3 separate regions of the Mus musculus genome follow, and regions 2 and 3 are each linked to region 1. The links are chromatin contacts, called in public HiChIP or PLAC-seq and promoter capture Hi-C maps. All regions are on one chromosome and are shown on one strand. The core of a region is the stretch at or near the end of the contact, and the rest is flanking DNA. Distances in the headings are between cores, read along the strand shown. Region 1 holds the start of Dna2 (DNA replication helicase/nuclease 2). Region 2 overlaps Tet1 (tet methylcytosine dioxygenase 1). Region 3 overlaps Pbld2 (phenazine biosynthesis-like protein domain containing 2).

The links. Promoter capture Hi-C pulls out the DNA fragments that hold promoters and counts their contacts. HiChIP or PLAC-seq counts read pairs in DNA pulled down with a chosen protein or histone mark.
Region 2: an H3K27ac HiChIP or PLAC-seq map of embryonic stem cells shows a contact between it and region 1, with 7 read pairs. The contact joins the enhancer-like site here to the promoter of Dna2 in region 1. A contact is called at or near these places in 6 of 39 promoter capture datasets (the 3T3-L1 cell line, the HPC-7 cell line, cranial neural crest and 3 more), 2 of 484 Hi-C or Micro-C datasets (cerebellum and cerebral cortex), 4 of 115 datasets of contacts at active chromatin or transcription factors (cardiomyocytes, embryonic forebrain and embryonic stem cells) and 3 of 9 other capture datasets (adipose tissue, embryonic tail and pancreatic islet).
Region 3: a promoter capture Hi-C map of liver shows a contact between it and region 1. The contact joins the enhancer-like site here to the promoter of Dna2 in region 1. A contact is called at or near these places in 9 of 39 promoter capture datasets (the 3T3-L1 cell line, 3T3-L1-derived adipocytes, embryonic stem cells and 5 more), 2 of 484 Hi-C or Micro-C datasets (the C2C12 cell line and cortical neurons), 1 of 115 datasets of contacts at active chromatin or transcription factors (embryonic stem cells) and 3 of 9 other capture datasets (adipose tissue, liver and pancreatic islet).

What each region holds. Positions count from the first base shown.
Region 1 is chr10:62,945,416-62,948,581 of GRCm38.p6, forward strand. Dna2 (DNA replication helicase/nuclease 2) reads left to right here and starts at 1,614. Exons shown (of 21, transcript NM_177372.3): 1 at 1,614-1,754. The coding sequence starts at 1,678. It overlaps Slc25a16 (solute carrier family 25 (mitochondrial carrier, Graves disease autoantigen), member 16), which reads left to right. Exons shown (of 9, transcript NM_175194.2): 9 at 1-1,079.
Region 2 is chr10:62,845,810-62,848,816 of GRCm38.p6, forward strand. The region is part of intron 3 of Tet1 (tet methylcytosine dioxygenase 1); the gene reads right to left. Among named protein-coding and RNA genes, the nearest start is that of Gm51805, 18 kb to the right of the region's middle. Within about 2 kb of position 1,347, at least 38 of the 459 cell types and tissues checked have an H3K27ac peak or open chromatin away from gene starts, as enhancers often do. A contact at or near this core is called in cerebellum, cerebral cortex and embryonic stem cells, where this site is marked.
Region 3 is chr10:63,047,475-63,050,722 of GRCm38.p6, forward strand. Pbld2 (phenazine biosynthesis-like protein domain containing 2) reads left to right here. Exons shown (of 10, transcript NM_026085.2): 3 at 1-93; 4 at 468-566. Among named protein-coding and RNA genes, the nearest start is that of Gm16143, 8.4 kb to the right of the region's middle. Within about 2 kb of position 1,822, at least 14 of the 459 cell types and tissues checked have an H3K27ac peak or open chromatin away from gene starts, as enhancers often do. A contact at or near this core is called in embryonic stem cells and liver, where this site is marked.

The DNA.
Region 1 (3,166 bases), core at 364-2,863:
AGCCAGCAACAAAGTAGTGTTCTTATTATGTTTCTTCTCAGAATTCTCTCCAGTGGGTAAAAAGACACCTTTCCGTCTAGTGGTTTGAGAAGCACTTCCTTCCTTGCGCTCTTTCTTTCTAACTCTCTTTGGGGATTGAGTCCAGGACGTTGTACATGGCAGGCATGATGAGATCCCATCAGAAAGTCAGCTGTACACTGAGGTATATCCCCAGTTGTCCTTCCTTCTCAATAAAATTACTGTTGTATTTGAAAGGAGATTGTCAACAAATGAAGAAAGTCCCAGGTCTTGTTCAAATGCTATTACCATGAACTTTGATTATCATGCCACTGCGTTTCCCAGAGGCAGTTATGATAAAGATTAAATATCTTTGCCCTTAAAAGGAGAGTAGCATTGTAGATGCTTGTCTAAAATAACTTGGTATGTACTAGGAAATGTAAATGGACCATCAATTTAGATGAAGCAATGTTTCTGAGGTATTATGTCAAGATATAAGTTCTTCCATGTAATGTAATTTTAGTGTGTCATAGTCCGAAGCGTAAATATAAACCACATTTTGATTGTTACATTTTAAAAAGGTTGTTTAGAATATAAGAATTCTGATCATTGTGTTTAGAACACTTTTTGTTGTAAGCATGACCCATGGAGTAGAAGCATCAAGCCTTCTCTAGAGGTAGTTATTTGTAGAACTGATGTGATTTTTAAAACATTAAAATTAAGCTGCAAATGTTATTTCTGCATTTTTTCATGTATATAAATATTTCTTGTCACATCTTGGAAAAAATTGGATGAATTAGTTTCATTTTTATAATCTTTACTTTAAAAATAAAAATGTATCATGTGATTTGTAAATGTACCAGGAGTGGGGATAAGTCTGTTTATAAAACTCTTTTGTATATTTTAATTTCTGGACTACATTGTAGCTAATTATTCCATTCAATCTTAAGGTAATTTAAATCTATAAAATAAATATCGCAATTATATTATCAATAAAGAGAACTGAAGATATTTTCTAAAATAAGAAATTGCCTTCTATGTCTGTTATAGAATCCATATGATATTAAAAGTAATTTTTTATCCTTGTTTTGATGGCTTGGTTTTTTTTGTTTGTTTGTTTGTTTTTTTGAGACAGGGTTTCTCTGTGTAGCCCTGGCTGTCCTGGAACTCACTCTGTAGACCAAGGCTGGCCTCGAACTCAGAAATCCGCCTGCCTCTGCCTCTGAAGTGTTTGGATTAAAGGCGCGCGCCACCACGCCCGGCTTAGATTTACTTTTTAAAAAATTTATTTTGTTTGTGTGTGTGTTTGTGAGTACTATGCACTATGTGCATGAGGATGCCTTTCCAGGCCAGAGGGTGGGAGGCATCAGATCCCTGCAACAAGACAGGTTCGTAGTGGAAATTCAGCTGCATCTCCCGCTCTCCTGCTCTGAAAAGCCCGAGACGGGGGATTGCTATGAGACGCGTGCAGTTGCGCGGCAGCCCAGCAGGTTCATGCAGGCATCCGGTCCTGGAGTGGAGACGGCGGAAAAGCGCCTCCGGTCCGGCGCTGTGCTTCCCGGCGCGGAGAGCGCGGGAGCCGCTGGCGCGCGGGGCGCCTGCTGCGCATGCGCAGCGAGCTGGCGCTTCTCTAGCGCCGCGAGTTACGGCTGCCCGCTCTCCCGGCGGGCTTCGGCAGGAATGGAGCCGCTGGACGAGCTGGACCTGCTGCTGCTGGAAGAGGACGGCGGAGCGGAGGCCGTGCCGCGGGTGGAGCTGTGAGCCTGCGGGAGGGCGGCGGGCGCGAGCGGGACCTGCGCGGTTTTCCCGGGTGTTAGCTGGAGGGTGATCGTCGGCCAGTCTTAATTGGGACCTGAGCTTGCTGGTGTAGCCCGCTGCTTTTTCACACGTCAGCCCACCCCTGTCATTGATACTTTGGATTTGATTTTGTCTTATTTGCATGTGCGGAAGACCCGCTTGTGGCGGTCGGAGGAGCACCCGTGCTAGTTATTTTCTTTCACGTGGGACGTCGGGGTCAAACTCCGGGCTGAAGGCTTGCCAGGAATCGCCTTTAGTCAGACGACCCAGTGTTCGTTCGTTCTTTCTTTCTTTCTTTCTTTCTTTCTTTCTTTCTTTCTTTCTTTCTTTCTCTCTCTCTCTCTCTCTCTCTCTCTCTCTCTCTCTCTCTCTCTCTCTCTTTCTTTCTCTTTTTTGGTTTTTTGAGACAGGGTTTCTCTGTGTAGCCCTGGCTGTCCTTGAACTCACTTTGTAGACCAGGCTGGCCTCGAACTCAGAAATCCGCCGGCCTCTGCCTCCGGAGTGCTGGGATCAAAGGCGTGCGCCACCACGCCCGGCTTTTATTTATTTTTAAATTTACTTAAGTGTACATATGCAAGTGCCTGAGTTTAGAGGCATCTCCTGGCGCTCGTGCCATCCCTTCAATATATCTTTTAAGAGCTCCTGGAGGTGTTACACCCGGTATACAGTAGGTCCAAGCCCTCTAATGCCATAAAGATTAGTATGATTGGCAGCTCCTGGCAGCAATTGCAGTGAACCTTTCATGCTGCTTCCCGCGTCCCTCTTTTTTCCTTCAAGCAGTAGTTGGGCGGACCAGGTACAGCAAGCAGGTGCTGTGCCACTGAACATTGTCATGCCCAGCACAGCAGGTGCTATGCCACTGAACTTTGGCATGCCCAGTATATCAGTTATCTGGAAAATGGACAGGACTAGCTCTCTTTAGTTGTACTTCCTAATTGCTTTCGACTGTGGTAGAAGCCCTTTTTGGTATTTTCCAGTTTTTGAGGTAGCCCAGGCTAGCCTCGAGCTGAGATGTGTAGCCAGCCCAGGACGGCTTTGACCTTCTGATCTCTGATCCTCTTTTTTTCCACTTCCCAAGTGTTTGTTTTGTTGCTGTTGTTTTATACAGGGTCTCATTTTGTAGACCAGGCTAACCTTGTGTGGTTAGGAGGTAGGAGTGGGCCCTGGAGGCCCAAGAAAAAGCCACACAGGCTGATTAATGTCTAGTCCAGGTATTGGTGAGAGTTGGCCAAACTGGTGGGCATTCTCCTGTTTGTAGACTGACCCTAACCCGTACCCCTCCCCAGTTCTAACCATTACTGCCTTCTAGTTTGAATACTGATCAGAATATATGTAACCATGTATCAAGTACAAAGGCAGAAACTTACAAAAT
Region 2 (3,007 bases), core at 97-2,596, 100 kb before region 1:
AATGGTGCAGGCCTTGAATCCCAGCACTCAGGAGGCAGAGTCAGATGAATCTACACCACGAGTTCAAGGACAGCCAGGGTTACATTGTGAGACCCTGTCTTCAAACACAAAGAACAAAGACCCAAGTAAAGAAGCTGGGCATATGCCTTTAATCCCAGCATTAGGGAGACTGGGGCAGGTGGAACTGTGAGTTTGAGGCCAGCCTGCTCTACAAAAATGAGTCCAGGACAGCCAGGGCTAAAAGGGACAAAACAAAGTCAGAGTAAACAAATCTCAAAAACAAATTGAAAAGTTTTTTTTTTGTTTTTATTAAATAATATAATGTATGGCGTATTGGTCTTGACTCTCTTGTCACTCTACCCAGATGGTCCAAAATTACAGGGACCATCTACCACCGTCACTCACTTTTCCCCGTCTCCCACTGCCCGGTCCCTTTCCACGGTGCAGGTTCTACATCCTCGGGCATGTCTACCGATTCAGATAGCAGAGAAACTTCCTCCCGACCTGCAGCCCCACCGATGAATACAAAGGACAAAGGCAAGGAAGAAAGGATGACCACAGGACCACTCCTCGGATGTCTAGTGCTCACCCAGATGCTGTGTTCACAGGCACTACTCAAACTTCTGGACGACACATGATGCTGGGAGTGCAGGGGCAAACTGCCGCATCTGGCATTATTTGGATGAGATAGCAACACACACCATCTTTATAAGACCTATAAATATGGGCTGGAGAGCCTTCTCAGCAGTTAAGAGAACTGCTCTTCCAGAGAACCCAGGTTTGATTCCCAGCATCTACATGCTGGCTCACAATGTGATACAGACATGCATGGAAGCAAAATGCCCATACACATGTAATATACCTCACGGATAAATATGCACAGTATGTTTTAAGGATGGGATGGGGTAGCCAGGCATGGTGGCGCACACCTTTAATCCCAGCACTTGGGAGGCAGAGGCAGGCAGATTTCTGAGTTCGAGGCCAGCCTGGTCTACAGAGTGAGTTCCAGGACAGCCAGGGCTATACAGAGAAACCCTGTCTTGAAAAACCAAAAAAAAAAAAAAAAAAAAAAAAAAGGATGGGATGGGGGTGATATGTGTCTTAACACATGGACCACATGGACCTCATGCCTTGATTTGTATAATTACTACACATAATTACCCTAAAATGTCTTTGTAAAACAATGTCAGTTTAATTACAGGAACATAAAGAAAATATATTCTTTAGCGTTATGCTCTGAATCACTTAAGTTTGAGAACAGCTTGGGCCGCAAGTGAAGCGGGGTTGGCAGTGTGGAGGAGAGGAGAGGCAGTTAGGAATGTAGCCCACTTGGTGGAGCGATTGCATGCCTAATGTGCTCGATAGCCTGGATTCAATCCCCATAAACCACAGGTGTTCCTTGGCCTATGCCTGTAATCTCAGCCCTGGGGAGGAGGGGGCAGGATGACCATCAGGAACGGTTGGGAGAGGTCCTCAGCAGCCTGGGCTCTGTGACAAATCAAAACAGGATTGTGAGTTGCCTTAATTCTCACGGCAAGCATCTCACTAAACATTGATGTTATATAATCGGGGAACCTGTAGAGATCAGCACATAGTTTAGGAGGCTTTTTTATGACCACAACACACTGCTTATTCCACTCTTCTTGGAACACTGCTAAATGAGCTTTTCGGGCCAAATCTAGTAGTCTTTTGGTGTGCTGCCAACCATGGACACGAGGGCAGAAGAAATGAATCAAACCTTCAAAACCACAAGTTGCTGGCACGACGAAGACTCAGCACGGGCTCAGTAGCAATGAGGCCCCTGCTCCAAACCCCTGGGTATTTTATCTGCAAAAGTAGTGCAGGCCCAAGCACATCAGCTTGGGATACAGCCGTCCTATAGACAGTGAAAGCTGATTAAACAATCAGTGAAGAGCAGGGCTAGGTGACTTAACTGCAGAGAAGCTCTCTCAAGATATCCATACAGCAATACATCCTCGGGTAGCAATTGCTGGGCATTGTTTTTTAAAACTTTCAGGCCTGGGATTCAAAGCCCTGAAGCGAGATTCAAAACTAAACTCCAGCCTAGGAGAGTTGCTCAGCCCTTAATGCAGCCCTTAACTCTATATGGATTTTAGTGAGGTCCAGGACAGCCAGGGATGCAGAGAGAAACCCTGTCTTAAGAAAAACAAAAAACAGCTGGGCGTGGTGGTGCACGCCTTTAATCCCAGCACTTGGGAGGCAGAGGCAGGCAGATTTCTGAGTTCAAGGCCAGCCTGGACTACAAAGTGAGTTCCAAGACAGCCAAGACTATACAGAGAAACCCTGTCTCGAAAAACCAAAACCAAACCAAACCAAACCAAACAAACCCTAGTATCAAATAGCAAAAACAATTATTGATCTAGTGAATAAGTTTGACATTATACACCCTAAAATAAGGAAGCTTGTGTAAGTACAGTACACAATTACACATACATGTAATAAAATACAGAGCGAAAACCTTACACTAAAAACAGTTCTACTAGGGGGTTGGAAGGAAGGCTCTGTGAGTAAAGATGATTGCCACCAAGTATGAATACCTCAGTGAAACTAGTAAAAAGTGTCCTTGGATCTCCATATGGTACGTCAACACAGGTCAGTCAACATGTGTGCATGCATGGGCGCTCACACAAACTAACACACTCACACATAAACAGAACAGGTGAATAAAATGTAAAACAAATAATAAACCCATGGAACTATTACAAGGAAAGCAAGAACTGGCTCAATGAACCACTTGCAGTAACTGGGTGATACATAATTGTAGTAGCTGTGGGCAATCAAGGCTGACATTCAGAGAAAGAACCGCGAGAAAGGCATTTGAAATGACAGTAAGCAGCAAATCACACTGTATGTATGCACTTGGGATTATAAAAACAACACGAGAGCTGGCTAAGAGAGCCTGTTGCTCTGTGGAAGATCTGGGTTCGGTTCCCAGCATCCACATCTAGCAGCTTACAACTGCCTGTAACTACACACACACACACAC
Region 3 (3,248 bases), core at 572-3,071, 100 kb after region 1:
ATGAAGATGCTCATCAGGACATTGCAAGGGAAATGAACCTCTCTGAAACCGCTTTTGTCCGCAAACTGCAACCAACTGATGACTTCACACAAAGTAAATTATACATTTAAGGTTTTTGTCTTACATTTATTTGTGTGTGTGTATGCATTTGTGTGTGTGTATGCCTGTGCACATGCCACAGTGTGTGTGTGTGTGTGTGTGTGTGTGTGTGTGTGTGTGTGTGTGTGTGTGAAGTTGGAGGACAGCTTGTAAGAGTTGGGTCTCTTCTGCCATGTTGGATCCCGGGGACCAAGCTCCTTGGGACCTCTCCCAGGAGGGAGCAGAATGCTTCTCTATCTCGTGCTCACGCCTCTAAGGAAGGTTTTCCCTGTTAGCCACACTAATGATTTAGGGGAGAAGATGCTGAAGTGTTCTAACCTGACTGTGTGGTTTGACCTTGCTTTTCTTTAACCTTTTCTCCTTGTAAGGTTCCCGTTTTGGGCTGAGGTGGTTTACCCCAGAGGCCGAGTTCCCCTTGTGTGGCCACGCCACGCTGGCTTCTGCAGCTGTGCTGTTTCAAAAAAGAAGTAAGGTGGACTTTGCTTATTTGTTTATTTATTGTTGTTTGTTTGTTTGCTTTTTTTATTATATATTTTTTTATTACGTATTTTCCTCAATTACATTTCCAAAGCTATCCCAAAAGTCCCCCATACCCTCCCCCCCACTCCCCTACCCACCAACTCCCACTTTTTGGCCCTGGCGGTCCCCTGTACTGGGGCATATAAAGTTTGCGTGTTTAATGGGCCTCTCTTTCCAGTGATGGCCGACTAGGCCATCTTTTGATACATATGCAGCTAGAGTCAAGAGCTCCGGGGTACTGGCTAGTTCATAATGTTGTTGCACCTACAGGGTTTCAGATCCCTTTAGCTCCTTGGGTACTTTCTCTAGCTCCTCCATTGGGGGCCCTGTGATCCATCCAATAGCTGACTGTGAGCATCTACTTATGTGTTTGCTAGGCCCCGGCTGTTTGTTTGCTTTGTGATAGGGTTTCATTTAGCTGAGGCTGGCATTGAGTTTCCTATGTAGATGATGGTGGCCTTAAAATTCAGGCTCCTTGTATTACAATTATAGCATGTACCACCATGGCTTAGTCCCATGAATTTCTTTTAATAACTTCATTTATTTACATGTGGCAGAGGGATTTGCATGGCCAGAATGGACTTGGCATATAGTGTAATGTCTGGAAAATGAAGATTGTGATTGGCTTCCAGGAACAGCAAAACACAGAACATAACAGACTATGCAGTCAACTCAGGCATGAGGAAGTTTCCTTGTACCATTAGCAACAGCAGAAGTGGCTGGTTAGATAGGCATCTGCTACCTAGCCTTTAGTAGATCTTAAAGTCATACTTTTTTTTTGAGACTGGGTCTCTTATTCCAGGCTGACCTTGAACTCTGCTCTTAGTTCCTTTCCTCGCCCAAGTCTTGGTATTACAGGCTTTCCATAATGCAAACCTTTTATGCAGAGCTGGGGATTGAACCCCAGCTCCATGAATGTTAGGCAAGCATTCTACCAACTGAGCCATATCCTCTGTTTTAAAAAAACAAAACAGCCGGGCGTGGTGGCGCACGCCTTTAATCCCAGCACTCGGGAGGCAGAGGCAGGTGGATTTCTGAGTTCGAGGCCAGCCTGGTCTACAAAGTGAGTTCCAGGACAGCCAGGGCTGTACAGAGAAACCCTGTCTCAAAAAAAAAAAAAAAAAAAAAAACAGGCTCTTCCTACCTAACTCTGTTTGGCCTGGAACTTGGTACTTGGGCCTGGTGGGAGGGACTTAGACTTTCAGTCTTCTGACCTCTGTCTCCTGGTGCTTCGGTTGTAGCTGTGAGCCACCACACCCAGCTCCTCAAACAGCAACTAAAAACAATTGCTTTTGCTGCTGCTGCTGTTGTTGTTGAAGGCTAGACTGATCTAAGGCTCTCCCTGAGGCTCTGATATGTGGAGCCTCTGCTATATAGAACACAGCTCCTTCTCTAAAACCTGGAATATGGTTGGCAGAGCTGGTAATAGCCTGGAGCTGGTAAGGGCCTTGGGGGAGCTGTGGCTTCAGATCCCAAGGACCCAACTCTTCCCACTGTACAGGCTACAGTTGTCAATCCCTAGGTTACTGTGTGCTCTGTCTCTGATGCTCTGGAGAGAACCCATGTTCACCCTATGTCTCTTTAGCTCCCCGATGACTTCACCCCATTGTATGACAGTTTCCGTTGACTTTGTCCTATCCCCTACCTCTTGAACTAGTATATAAGGTTATATACTTTTTAATTAAGCTTGCTTGGCATAGGACATAGCTTATGCAAGACTAATGTTCTATCTTCTTTATCTCTGATGCCCTGGACCTTCCTTCTTAGGAGCCTGCCAATTTTTCCATTTATTTTTATGAGTATAAGTGGTTTTGCCTGCATGTTTATCTGTATATCATGTATGGGCCATGCCTGTAGAGAACAGAAAAGGGCTTTAGAGTCCTGAAACAATTTTTATTATATTTTAATTAATTAATTAATTAATCAATGTTTATGTATGCACAAACAAATACCACAGTGTACATGTAGAGCTCAGAGCATCATTTTCAGGAGTCTGATCTCTCCTTCCATTATGTGGACTGAGGTGCTGAACTCCACATATTTGTCTTGTCAGAAGGTGCCCTTAGCCGCCGAGTCATGTAGCTAAAACTCAAAGAGTAATTTTAAAAGTCAAACATTTTAGGGGCTGGAGAGGTGGCTCAGTGGTTAAGAGCACCGGCTGCTCTTCCAGAGGTCCTGAGTTCAATTCCCAGAAACCATATGGTGGTTCACAAATCCTTTGTAACCCAGGAAATTTATGGCTGCTGGGGGCAATGTGCACATGTGGTGCACAGACATACATGCAGGCAAAACACTCACACATATTTATTTATTTATTTATTTATTTATTTATTTATTTATTTATTTTGGTTTTTCTGTGTAGCCCTGGCTGCCCTGGAACTCACTCTGTAGACCAGGCTGGCCTCGAACTCAGAAATCCGCCTGCCTCTGCCTCCCAAGTGCTGGGATTAAAGGCATGCGCCACCACTGCCCAGCATAATGTTTGTTTGTTTGCTTGTTTTTCTGAAAATAGAAAATAAAATCAAACATTGTAATATAAATTCAAAGAGATACTGAATTGATACTTATATGCTGACAAATGACCACTGAAAAATATGAAACATCTTTGCTCTCGGTAATTAAACTTATGT